Linked DNA regions of Sus scrofa: region 1 is linked to region 2. A link is a contact called in public HiChIP or PLAC-seq data. All regions are on one chromosome and are shown on one strand. The core of a region is the stretch at or near the end of the contact, and the rest is flanking DNA. Distances in the headings are between cores, read along the strand shown.

The links. HiChIP or PLAC-seq counts read pairs in DNA pulled down with a chosen protein or histone mark.
Region 1: an H3K27ac HiChIP or PLAC-seq map of alveolar macrophages shows a contact between it and region 2. The contact joins the promoter of OST4 here to the promoter of GPN1 in region 2. A contact is called at or near these places in 1 of 5 promoter capture datasets (fetal liver) and 1 of 2 datasets of contacts at active chromatin or transcription factors (alveolar macrophages).

Annotation. Positions count from the first base shown.
Region 1 is chr3:112,044,646-112,051,260 of Sscrofa11.1, forward strand. It overlaps OST4 (dolichyl-diphosphooligosaccharide--protein glycosyltransferase subunit 4), which reads left to right and starts at 1,471. Exons shown (of 3, transcript XM_003125307.4): 1 at 1,471-1,627; 2 at 1,752-1,889. The coding sequence starts at 1,753. The coding sequence ends at 1,866. It overlaps AGBL5 (cytosolic carboxypeptidase-like protein 5), which reads right to left. Exons shown (of 16, transcript XM_021087715.1): 13 at 5,635-5,790; 14 at 4,452-4,564; 15 at 3,530-3,660; 16 at 2,589-3,167. The coding sequence ends at 2,996.
Region 2 is chr3:111,561,377-111,568,126 of Sscrofa11.1, forward strand. It overlaps GPN1 (GPN-loop GTPase 1), which reads right to left and starts at 3,689. Exons shown (of 14, transcript XM_003125289.5): 1 at 3,539-3,689; 2 at 2,759-2,852. The coding sequence starts at 3,649. CCDC121 (coiled-coil domain-containing protein 121) reads left to right here and starts at 3,669. Exons shown (of 2, transcript XM_003125283.3): 1 at 3,669-4,332; 2 at 5,079-6,750. The coding sequence starts at 3,833. The coding sequence ends at 6,030.

The sequences.
Region 1 (6,615 bases), core at 221-2,720, 480 kb after region 2:
CAGGCTAGCCTTGGAAAGCAGAAGCACTTCCAAAACCTTCCCCCATGTCATTTGCAGTCTAGAAAGTCTACTTTCCAGGATCTAGTTCTGTTTCAACAGTAGATCTAAATGTTTGGTTGCACTTGGATCTGCTCCAAATTTCCAGGAGACACAAAACACAATGTGTGTTATCCTTCACAACCTAGACCCTCGTTCTCCCAGGCAGAGCTGGGAACAGGCTGCTCACCAAGGAACACATGAGGGGGTAGTACATGGCTGGGGTTTCACTGGTACATGGAGGGGACATGGGCTGGGGGTTTTAAATAGGAAACGTCTGGGAAATATTGAGCAGGGGCTGGGTAATAAAATAGGGGAGGCAAAGGGAACTATAGACTGCTAAAGGCACAGCTTAGGAGTCACTGGGCTAGAGCATGGAGGACAAACTGCTGGGGGTCCCAGGACAAGGAAGACCGCCCTAGCTGGCGGTGCACACAGGCAGAAGTAGGTTCCCTTACCCAGCTGTTCCAGCCCCATAGCAGCTCCTGTAGTTTTCTTTGGCTCAGAGAAGCAGAGGCGTCCCCTGAGCCCTGGCCCCCCTCTACCGCAAAGCAACTGGCTTCCATTACCCCTGACAGCTCCAGAGCAACAGCCCAGCCCCCGCCCCAGCCTGGCGCAGTGCCGTTCCCTTTTATGGTGAAGCTGAGGGAAAGCAAGGAGTGAGGGGGGAGCACGTTCTGGCTGGGCCGAGGGTTGTAGAGCCCCAGAGGGCCTCTCCCCTCACCAGAGACCCTCGGACATCTACCCACTGTCAGCTTTCTTTTTTCTCTTCGGTGGCCCACTCTGCTTGTAACCCACACGACCCTCTTGCTGGTTCCAGCCCTTCCTCCTTTTCCTCCCCCCTCACATCCGGGGGGTGATTTCCCACTTGGCTGAAGTCCCACGGTTTGGGTTTTGATTCCGGGAGGGTCCGCCCTATTTCCGACGCCCACCTCTGGGGGTGGGATGGAGGGAAGGGAGTCCGGGTAAGGGAGGCACTGGCCAGATCGGATCACAGGCAGGATCGCTCTACTTGGCGGATGCGGGGCAGAAAGGCTGGCGCCGAGGAGAGGTACTCGGACGCCCCAGCCCTGTCCCCATTCTGCACCGTCTCTCATCGCTCCCCCAGCCGACCGGGCAAGGGAGGGGCTCCGGAGGGCAGAGCGTAAAGGAAGCACCTGGCCGGGCCGGGAAGCAAAGGGTGGGCCGTAGTGCGAGGGCCCGGGACAGAAGGCGGAGGCTGGAGTCTAGGGTCCGGTCGAGCCCGTCGCCCGGCCCTGCTGCCACATCCTCGCCCTAGCCCACCCTGGGCTCGGGGCAGGCTGCCCCGGCGGCGCCAACCGCGTCCCCGGCCCAGCCAGCTGCAACCAGCTGCGCCGCGCCAGCCCACGCCCTCCTCAGCCAGTCCCTCCGCAGCTCCGCCCAAGACCCCGCCCCTCACGACTGCGCCGCAGGAGCAGGCGAGACGCGGGAGCTAGAGAGCCCGTACCAGCTGCGCCGCACGGCCGGAAGTGCCTGATTTGGGACGGAGCTGGAGCGACCAACTTCCGGTCCAGGTCTCCTACCTCGAGCTGGTTCGCAGACCTTGTCGCAGCCGAGCCCAGCTGATCAGGTGAGAGGCACGCAGGCGCGGTCCACGGCCCATCGGCGGTGACTGGACCAGGGGGGCGAGGACGGCTCCCGTTCTGGGTGAGGAGTGCGTCGGCCCGAGGCTCAGTCCTCCTTCTTCTCCGCAGTATGATCACGGACGTGCAACTCGCCATCTTCGCCAACATGTTGGGCGTGTCGCTCTTCCTGCTTGTCGTTCTCTATCACTACGTGGCCGTCAACAACCCCAAGAAGCAGGAATGAAAGTGGCGCTTTCTCCGCCCCAGGTAACGGTCCGGGGCTGTAGCGCCTAGCCCCGGAGAGTGGAGGGGCGAGGCCGGCCGCGCCAGGGTCTGCAGGGTTTGAAACTTCAAATCAGAAAGTGTTGGGCTAAGCATGTTACAGTCCAGAACTGGGCCCCTTAATCTGCACGGAGTAGTGAGTGCCTTTCCCCCTCCTTCTTAAACTGCTCCCTGCTAGAACGGGGGTGGGTTTCCCAACCCCCCCTCAATCCCCATCTTCATGTGTTCCCCAGATGCCCAAGTTGACAGTATGGTGTAAGGGGGTATTGACACGTGAAGGACTAAAGGTACTGAGGATGCCATCCATGTAGGAGAATTTGGGCTCTCCTTGTAAATAGTTCTCACTTTTACAAGGTTTTTAGGCCTAACTTTTTTTCTTGTGAGGGGTTGTAAAGATAGAGAATTCTATTAGAGAGGCACGGCACTGATTTAGGGGGTAGCCACTGTAGACCCAAGTCATAGAAAAGAATGGGGCATAGGAGGGGGGTGGTGTGAAGAGCTTGAAAACCAGCCATTCTGTGTGGGTCACAATTGTTAGCGGGGAACAAGCTGGATGGGAGTTGATTCCTGAAGGGTTGCCCCAGAGGAAGGCTGCAGCGTTTTCCTTACCTTAGGTCTTTCCCCCTCTTTTCTAGGGTTCCAGGACATAGTCTGAGGCAAGATGGAGGGTGAGGGGCCTTCACACTTCACTTCATCCCTTCTAACCATCACAGCATACAAAGCAACTACACCTGGATTTTTCCAAACAACTTTTATTTCCTCAAAGTCTTCCTTAACCCTATGGAACAAGAAGCTGCCACTGAGTAGGGCCCAGTATAGGGGCTGCTTTCTTTTCTACTCCCTCCCCCCAATATAAAAATATAGATTTTTGTGTGTGTGTGTGGTCCCAAAATCTTGTGCTGTGGAGGGAGGGAAGGGGTGGCAGGTCCCTGCTTTGTCTTGTTTCAAGGTGATGCAGTGCCTCAGAACAGTGAGGCTGGCATTCCGAGGAGTTATAATTGTCACATGGAATCAGCAGCTGAGAAAGGGGACTCGCATATGTCTATGTTCCCTATCTTGGGGGCTCTATCCTGGGCGTGAACGTCAAGACGTCAGACCCGGGGAGAAACAGTGAGTGGGGGAGATTTAGGAACAAAACAAACCTCAGTCTGGCCCAAGGGCCCCCCACTGTAACAAATCCGGGACTGGGAGTCAGACAGACTACAGGAAATAGGAGAAAAGGCAGGGGCAGAGCGGGGCCGTGGAGGCCCAGCCTGAGGCAGCCTGCAACAGAAAAAAGAGAGGAGTCAGGGTTGTGAAAACTCTGCTCTGCTCTGGTCTGTTAGCCAGGGGCTGGGGGACGAGAGAGGCCAGATGCGGGCGGATAGGCAGGTTGAGTACTGCACAGTGGTCTGATACTGGAACCGACCAGCTCCTGGGCCTTAGGCCCTAACTAGAAATTGTTCTTTTGTCTGTTGGAGTGAAGACTGTGGGCATGATGAGGAAAAAGTCAGGGACTAGATTCTTAATGAAAGTACATTCAGTCTTTTGGGAGAGGGAAGGAAGAAAATGACGGTGAATGGCAGAAATGGGAATGAGGGGGGAGAAGTGAGAGGTGGGGTGAGGGACGGGACCCTGGGGCTCACCGTGGTGTCGAGTGGGGTCCCGGCTCCGGCTCACTGCTCTCCCTGGTCCGGGGGATAGGGGATGTGGGGCCCGAAGAGCCTCTCATCCCTCTGCGAGTCGGCGGTGAGCCCCGGCCCAACCTGGGCCTAGCCTGTGTGGACAGGGGGTGGGCTAAGAGGCTGGAGTCTTCCATGGACTTTTTTGCTTCTAGGACTCCTTTCAGAGTTTCCACATGTATGAGTGTAGTATAGGGGTCGACACAGGTACTAGGACCTTGAATTCCTGGGCACTGGCCCTAAGGGAGAGGGCAGGGGGGATCATACCTAGGAGACACTTGGGCTCAGTCTATGACTATAGTTAACTAGGGGAGGCAAAAGGTTCCAGCATTCAACCTCCATGGCTGTACCATGGCCGAGGTCTGGCTGAGTAGAGAAGCATGGTGTGGAAAGATGGAGGAGTAGTAGGTCTCCCTCAGCCTTCTGTGCCTCAGCCCCTGCCAGAGCAGTGTAAGCTTCACCCATCCAGTTGGCTTCTGCCTGTTCCCAACTTTAGTCAGCCTAGCGTGGGGTCTGGACTGTTCCTAGGAGCAGCAACCAGATGTGTTACCTGGGGAATCCGGGACCCCTCCTGGCGGGAACTCTCCTCGGGCAGGTCTGGGCAGAAAGAGAGGAGAAGCTAAGGGCAGGGGCAGGCAAAGCCAAAGCAAGGAAGCTGAGGTCAGGGTGTATCTGGCAGGGATACTGGGGTTGGAAGCAAGCAAGAGACCTGGCTGAAGGGGATGGGGGCACTGGACAGACAGGCAGTCACGCAACAGAGCGGCTCCCTGCCGTGGATGTGGGCAGAGCGTGTAAAGCAGTGCTGGGCATCTTCCCTCCCGCTACCCAGTGAACAGCTCTGCCAGAGTTGTTATGTTGGGGACTGAAGAAGACCCAAAAATGTTACCTGCAGTCGGGTCCTGATACAGGGGATCCGAGGTCCAGGCCCTAGCAGACCTTTCCCAATCACCATGACAGCCTCTGGCTTGTCCCCTGAGGACAGGAATGGACAGCTGCTCCCTAGGGAACAAAGGAAACTGATAATCAGGATGGGACCATGGAGAAGAGGTAACTTCCTTTAGACCAAGGTTTCTCAGTATTTGTAATATTGACATTTCGGGCTGGATAACTCTGTTGCGGGGGTTGGAGGGCTGCCTCCTGTATTTCAGGATGTTTAGCAGCATCCCTGGCCTCTACCCAGCAGGTGGCATTTCTTCCTGCCCCCTCCCCATTATAACAACTGAAAAATCTCCAGATGCTGCCGAATGTCGCTGGTCAGCAAAAGCACCCCTGGTTGAGAAGCATGGCACACGCTATAGTCTGGTCCAAGGGGTGGAGCAGCATCTCAGAGCTTGAATCAGAACCCGCTGAAGCTGAACTCCTCTGAATTTATAGACTTTAGAGTTAACCCAATCACTTGCATAAGCATTTAAGGATCAAGTTAGCTGTAGTCAAGACTGGTGGATTCAGGACTACCCATCAGAGTTAACAGCTTGGGAGTAGTGGGCTCGGAGAGAGGTGGATGTTAGACTGGAGTCTTAGACATCACTCCCGTGCAGTCCTCTCCACAGCTGGGGCTGTAACCTAAAAAGAGCACATGCATGTCCCAGGCTCTAGGGGGATGATACAGCCACAGAACCTGTGCAGTGGTGACAGGTGGAAGGCCTATGCTTTTTTTTCCCTCTTCAGTTTTTTTCTAACGTTGCCCGGCTGCTGAAGTCAGGGAGCCTGAATAAGCAGCAGGTAGGAAAAGTACTCGGGGTCCTCAACAGTACAAATAAGGATTCAATGAAATGTGCTTAGAGCAGTGCCTGCCACATAGTAAATGCTCCGTAAGTGTTAACTTATTTTATTATACAAAATGTTCATTAAATTCCAGCTTCCTGTACAAGGGCATCGATGCTTGGCATTTATAGGGTAATCCAGGAGGGCTGGAGTAGCCTGCATCACCTCAAGAAGGAGGTCCGGGTCACATGGCAGCAGAGCTGGAGGGACGTCTTCAGGCCCAGTCAGGAGCCTGCTCTACACCCTGGGTGGTAGGGAAGGAAGGAGGCCGGCCAACCCAGATTTCAGCGGCAGTGGGTACAGACCTGATATGCTGAGTGCGCTGGGCAGCAGGCAGGAGCCCACGCTCTGTGAAGAGGCTAGGTGAGAAGGAGCAGGAGCCAGGGATGGGGCCAGGGTGCTCGAAGCAGGGCGATGGGTCAGTGGCTGCTGCCGCCGTCTCCTGTCCTGGCTTCGGGGCTCTGAGTGGAAGGGACACAGGCAGATGAAAGGGCGGATAAGTGAGGCATTGTCACCACAATCCCACTGGCTCTCCCTCGTCAGAAGACGCCTGTGGCCCAGCCTGTCATCACACCAGCATCCCTCTTCTGAAGTAAATCTGAGATGGGCAGAAAGATCTAATAATGTATTCCAGCTCTCCAGTTTTCATCCAGCCCTCATCCTACTCTGGCCTCTGTAGCTGACCGATCTACCACCCACCCACTAGTTTGTTCTTCTGGCAAAGAAGTTGCTGAGCTTTGCTCTCCTAGGTTCTCCTCTTACCTCTGTCTGCTCCCCTAAATGTCCATGTACCCCCACCATTTTATCCTTGGTCCTCTCCTGCTCTACATACTCCCAAACTCCCAAGTCTCCCTCTCAGCTTCTTTTCCTGAGCTGGAGTTCTTTTTTTTTTCCTATCTTTTTAGGGCCACACCTGCGGCATACAGAAGTTCCCAGGCTAGGGGTCCAATTGGAGCTGTAGCCACTGGCCTACGCCACAGCCACAGCAACTCGGGATCTGAGCCGCACCTTTGACCCACACCACAGCTCTCGGCAATGCTGGATCCTTAACCCACTGCGCGAGGCCAGGGATTGACCCCGCATCCTCATGGATCTTAGTCAGGTTCATTACTGCTGAGCCACAGCAGGACTCCTGAACCGCATTCTAACTGCTGCTCGTTTCTACCTGACCATCTCTAGTGACCTGAATAAAACTTGTTTTCTTCCCCCTTCCCTTTGTCTCCACCATCTGGGTGAAAAATCTGCAGGAAACCTTGGTGAATTTTTCAGCTCCTCCCTCACACTTA
Region 2 (6,750 bases), core at 2,439-4,938:
GGGAAAAAAAGAAAGAATGAGCTGGAATTTAGCACATAAGAAACAATACAGGAGTTCCCATCATGGATCAGTGGTTAACGAATCCGACTAGGAACAATGAGGTTGCGGGTTCGATCCCTGGCCTTGCTCAGTGGATTAAGGATCCGGCGTTGCCGTGAGCTGTGGTGTAGGTCGCAGATGCGGCTCAGATCCCGAGTTGTTGTGGTTCTGGCGTAGGCCAGTGGCTACAGCTCCGATTTGACCCCTGGTGTGGGAATCTCCACGGGCCGCAGGAGCGGCCCAAGAAATGGCAAAAAGACAAAAAAAAAAAAAAAAGAAAGAAAAAGAAACAATACAATTTAAGACTCTCCACCCATAATATCTAAGCCACAGGTCTCTCAAGTCATCTCTGCTTTCTCTAAGGAAACAAATCAGTTTCTCTCTTAGCACCCGAGTTACTTTTCAAATCTGTTTTCTAAATTTTCAAGCTAAGGGAGTTCCTGTCGTGGCTCAGTGGTTAACAAATCTGACTAGGAACCAAGAGGTTGCAGGTTCGATCCCTGGCCTTGCTCAGTGGGTTAAGGATCCGGCATTGCCATGAGCTGTGGTGTAGGTCACAGATGCAGCTCGGATCCCACGTTGCTGTGCCTGTGGCATAGGCCGGCAGCTACAGGCCCAATTGGACCCCTAGCCTGGGAACCTCCATATGCCGTGGATGCGGCCCTAGAAAAGGCAAAAAGACAAAAAAAATAATAGAATAAATTTTCAAGCTAAGATCACAGAATTGTGATAATCAAAGAAGTAAGATCAGGAGGAGACTAGGAGGACAGAAGGTATCCTCTAAGTACCTTCCCTCCCAACAAGAAACTGAAACTAGCTTTTGAGGCTTCTGTTGTCAGTACTGTCTTCTAGCAATTTCTCCAGCTTCACACTGGTTCCCTTCCTTACAGCCAAGGATAACTGCTAAGTAACTGCCAATAAAAATGTTAGGCTAGGAGTTCTCTCAAGCTACAGTAAGGATGGTCTGAGACAAGGAGGAAAGTTATATACAATTTAAATACCTACTGACCACATTCATAGAAAAGGGGAGCTAAATCAAGAAAAAAGGTTTATTTCCTTACTCTTCGTTTACTGATAACAAAAGTAATACAGATAATATTTTTATAAAGGTTGGAGTTCCCATTGTGACACAGTGGAAGCGGATCCGACTAGGAACCATGAGGTTGTGGGTTTGATCCCTGGCCTCGCTCAGTGGGTTAAGGATCTGGTGTTGCTGTGAGCTGTGGTGTAGGTCACAGACATGGCTCAGATCCCTCATTGCCATGGCTATGGCCTAGGCCGGCAGCTGTAGTTCTGATTCGACCCCTAGCCTGGGAACCTCCATATGCCATGGAAGCAGCCTGGAAAAGGCAAAAAGACCAAAAAAAAAAAAAAAAAAAAAAGTACTAACTTCCGGTGCTAATATGAATAAATGCTAGGGATTTATACACAACGTTATAAATGTAATGAGCACTGTTCTACACTATAAATGAAAGTTGCTAAGAGTTCTCATTCACAAGGAAAACAAACTTTTTTTCTATTCTTTAATTTTGTATCTATATGAGATGATAAATGTTCACTAAACTATGGTAACCACTTCAGGAGTATGTAAATCAAATCATTATGCTGTACAACTTCATCATATACAATGCTGCATATCAATTATACCTCAATAAAATCAGAAAAAAATTATGTGGATGGAATTTAAAATTTTAAAAATTGATCTGTCCAGTAATATCTAACCAAACCTATCTAGCAGTCAGCAGACCTTCTCCATCAACTATTAGAGTTCCATCCTTTAAGTGAAACGATGGGAACTTTTTTTCCCAAAACTCTTCCCATAATGATTTCTGCTTCTTAATACAAAGTTTTCCTTTATCAGCACTGGAGTACAAGCTTAATAGAATTAAAAAGAAACCAGTAGGGAAAAGCCTAATACCCAGGAATAGTCTGTGGAGATCAGGATGCCTAGATCCTATCAAGAATCAGGACTCTGCATCATATCCATTCTTAATCTTTTTTATAGTCAAGTCTGATGATAACAGGGAGGGAACGTCTCGCACAACCACATACAGGCATATTTACACACATTTCTCCATGTAACTTTGAAAGCAAACTACTGCAGTAAGCAAATTACTGTTCAAGACACTCATGCTCCAAAAAAAAAAAAAAAAAAAAAAAAAAAAAAAAAAAAAAAAAAAAAAAAAAAAAAAAAAAAAAAAAAAAAAAAAAAAAAAAAAAAAAAAAAAAAAAAAAAAAAAAAAAAAAAAAAAAAAAAAAAAAAAAAAAAAAAAAAAAAAAAAAAAAAAAAAAAAAAAAAAAAAAAAAAAAAAAAAAAAAAAAAAAAAAAAAAAAAAAAAAAAAAAAAAAAAAAAAAAAAATCATCCAAACTGGAAGAAACTATAAAAACAAGGTTTATGTATCAGAGCCTGCTGAAGGATTTACAGCTTAGAAGCCAAAAGACTGACTTTCTGTCACTTCATTTTCCCAAATACCATAGTCTCACACCCTAAAGTCAAAGAGAGGTAATGAAAATGGTAGGTGATAAGGAAAGAAATTTAGAAAGGGGGAAGGAGTAAACAAAGAGAAAATGATCATCGGGAAGAAGCCTAAGGATGCTAGCAAATCCAAGGGAAATGCTAGACAACATCAAAAATGAAAGCATTTAAGCCTGATGGATAGGCTGACAGTTTTCCACTCTCTGAGAAACTTCACACCAGTTCTGGTACAGTTTACTCACCAATATTGGCAGGAAAGGGAACTTCATGCACAGCTGGGTCCAGGTTGATCACATAAGGTGGAGAGCCTTGACTATGCAGATGTCCGGTGAGCCTCTGCAGAGATATGGAGAGAGGGATAGACTGAGACCAAGAGGCATGATACAGAACCAAGAGAGAACTCCCACCCCTCTATCCAACTTACCAGAGGAATTTTGCACTTGCATTTCCCTCTACCTTAAATATCCACCTCTGATCTCCACCTCCAACAATCACTCTCAGTTGAATGCAACGTTTCTTCATCACACATCGTACTCTCCATCAAGTATTGACTAGGGGGGCGGGGGGGACGACGGGGTTTCCATATCTCCCACAAAACTTAAATTCCACCTAAGCGGGAACCTTGTTACTTCATTTCCGCTGTATCCCCAGTGCCTGACACACAGGAGGCACCCCAGATAGAATTCTTTAGGAATCTACACCGAAAGCCTGTGTGCTAGCACTGTATTACCTGCCAGGATTCCTTGTAAGCCTCTACCTTTGAGGAGTTGGCCGACAAGACAATTTCAAGTACGGTCATACCTCGTAGGCACTGAGGGGGCTCAGAAAGAGGCTAAATGAACCCAAGTGAGGATCTGAGAAGGGTTCACCGAGGAAGGAACCGGAGTTGCTGGCAAGACCCTAAAAGCCTGGCGCCGGTACCCTCCAACTCCCCAGAGATCTCCCTCCCTTTCTCCCTGGCCTTACGCCCGCCACAGACAACTTCCACCGCGCCCCTACTCCGCCCGCGCCGTGTAGGTCACCTGTACAAAGGTGGTTTTCCCAGACCCCGCCATTCCCAGCACCAACAGGCACGCCGGAGCCCGGGGACCCCCGGAAGCTTGCGGCACCGTGGCAGCTTCGGGCGCAGCCATCTTGCTCCTGGCTCCGCCCACTCGACCATAGAGACGGTCGTAGCTAGAGAGACTCCCGCGAGGTTCGGGACGCTGAATGAGACTAGAACCAAACCGAACCGAACCGAACCAAACCCAACTGGCCCGGGAGGGCAGGACCAAGGGGAGAGACGTGCGCCTTAGTGTCTGTCCGTCCGGACCCGGATGGGGGCCCAACTAGGGACAGAGACGGGGAGGTGGAGACACTGGGACGACAACTGGAAGGGGTCAGCCCCAGAGCAGCTCACCGTCGTCGGGCGAGGCCTGCTAAGGACACAGCTGCGGACCCCAGGCGGGTGGGAGGACAGGGGACCCCCGGGCTCACACAGTACGAGAGTCAAGAGAGGGCGTTTTCCTGCCGACCCGCTGCGAGCAGGAAACCGAGCCGCGGGAGAACCAGCCGCTAGGGCTGGTCCGGCAGCCGAGGAGGTTAAGCGGCTCAGAGCTGGACAGGCCAGGACCCGGGCTGTATGCGAGCCCCGGAGTTGCTGGGCCGCTCCGAGACCTCCAGAGACCCGTCGGGAGAAACTGGGAAAACCCTCTAGACTGCGACGCGGTGTCCGCGTGTCGCCGGCCCCCGGCTCTAGCGCTGGCTCCCTGACGGCCTCCCCAAAGGAGCTGCGCCGAGGCTTGGGGGAGGAACGTTTGGTTGCCGAGTTTGTCAAGTAGGTACTGAAGGAGCGCATCCCTCCCCTCAAAGCGCCTTGGGCACCCGGAAAGGTGGTGGAAGAGCCGAGCCCTATGCCCTAACTCCCGACCGGCCAGATGGCTTCTGCGGCCCTTCGGAGTGCCTGTAGTGTGCAGTTAAGCCTTGAGATCTGGGTTTCAAGCCCAGGTTCTGCCACCCGCTGGCGGTGTATATTGTGGCCAGGCCACTTAAGTTCTCTAAACCTGTTCTCTCCTCTTTACATTTGAGATACTACCTCGCAGGGTTGCGGTGAAGGCGTAGTGTGGGTTGTAAACTACACTCTCAACGTCTTTACCCTTAGTCCTATTCCCGATGCCGGTGCCTTGTGTGAGGAACATCATAGGTGCTTCCAAATATTTGTTTTTTATTGTTGTTTGTCTTTTCTAGGGCCGAAGCCCTGGTATATGGACGTTCCCAGGCTAGGGCTCTAATAGGAGCTGTAGCTGCCAGCGTATGCCACAGCCACAGCAATGCCAGATCCGAGCCGCGTCGGCGACCTACACCACACACAGCTCACGGCAACGCTGGATCCTTAACCCACTGAGCAAGACCAGGAATCGAACCCACAACCTCATGGTTCCCAGTCGGATTCGTTAACCCCTGAACCATGACGGGAACTCCAGGGCTCCCAAGTATTTGGGATGTGGAGGTACAGGTGTGCATTTTTAAGATTCTTTCCTAACTTTTCCTGATGGGGGAATGTCTCGCTTGTTCTTCCTTCAGATTGGCTGAGGACTCCAGTAGTTCCCTTCAACCAGATCTTCGCTTCCTAAATAATTTTCTCAAGCCAGAGAAGCTAACAAAGAGAGAGAAGAGGTTTAAAGAAAAGGCAATAGTAGAAATGATGAAGCTGGACAAGCAAATCAAAGAAACTCAAATCCGGCTAGAACCTATAATGGGGGATACTAGGCAGCTGCTTGCAGAAAAGGCACATGTCAAGAAGGAAAACCAGTTCTTTCTGGAATACCTGACCAAGCAAACAGAGGAGTGTAAACAGCGAATTGAGAAGCTGTGGAACGACTATTTACACCAAAGTGGGGAGATTGAACAAAAGAGACAAGAATTAGCCTCTAAATATGCAAAGAAAAAATCAGAGCTTAAAACAGAGCTCCTGCAGAAGGAAAAGATCCTGTCCAACTTGAATCAGCAGTTGGAGGCAATGAGGGACATTTCCATAGTAAAGGAGAACCAGGAGAGAGAAATTCGGACACTGCAGCAGGAGATAAAGAAAACCCAGGCTGAGACAGCTGTAAAGAAACAGGCTGTACTGGTTCAGTTCTTCCAGGAAAAAGCATTACTGGAGGCACAACTGAGCGAGCTAGACGCAAGGCAGTTGGGAAAGAGACCAACAAAGGAGCTGAACAGCAAGAACCAAGCCTTAGAGAAGGCAGCAAAGCAGTATGCTTCCGAGTTCCATGGTAGCATCAACAAACAGCACCAGCGGTTACGGAAGGAACTACCACAGCTAATTCAGAAATGCCAGAAGTTGGAGGCTACTCACAGCCATTTAAAGCAGCAGCAGCAGCTGCTGCAGCAGGAGCAGTGGTACCTGGAATCCTTAATCCGGGGAAGGCAACGACTCCAAGAAAGGCGTAATCCATGCCCAAGACAGGGTGTTCCAAAGACCACACTGAACCCTGCCCTGGGCACCAAGTCAAGGATGCATCCAAAGTAATTTCTAAATAACACTAAGTCAGGACTAGAACAAGGGTTTTTAGGTGCTGCATAACATAAACCTGGTTAGGAAGCCTTTGGGATCTCAGGTTGCTGTGGTAAAATAGCCACCATGATGTGTTAATGTGAAGGATTAGGTGCTTTTTCCAGCAGTGGTGCTAGATTATTTACTAGACTGGCTTCCCTTAGAGTTAGGTTTTTCTTTAATTAGGTCTTGGTAATAAACAGGTTCTTCCTCACATCTCCAGATAGCCCCGTATCATTTGCCGAAAATCCACACGTGGAAGAAACTAACTACCTTAAGAGAACCACCTTGAGGAAGTGAGAGGAAAACAGTTGTGTGATGTGTTTCACCTATAGCTAAATTAGGTTTCTTTATAGAAAAAGCCCCCCCTGCCCCAAAGTATAGCATTTCAGATGGTTACATTCTGCTTTCTGCCCGTAAACAACCAACCTCAGTGTAACCTCACTCCTTTGGCCACCTTCACAGACAAAGGCAAGGTGTTTTTAAGCTCTTTGTAAAGTCTGTGCTCGTGATCAGTTGGCTGCTTCTATAGTTTCCTATGATTGAAAAATACTCTAGTAACAGCAAGTGTAATAAGCCGTAGAATGACTTTCTCTCTGATGCTCAACCCATACAATTTTAGCTTTGTGTGAACTGAGAAGATAGGATGTATGCATACCTGGTCAGGTTTTCTGTGGAGAAATATCTCTAGCCTGA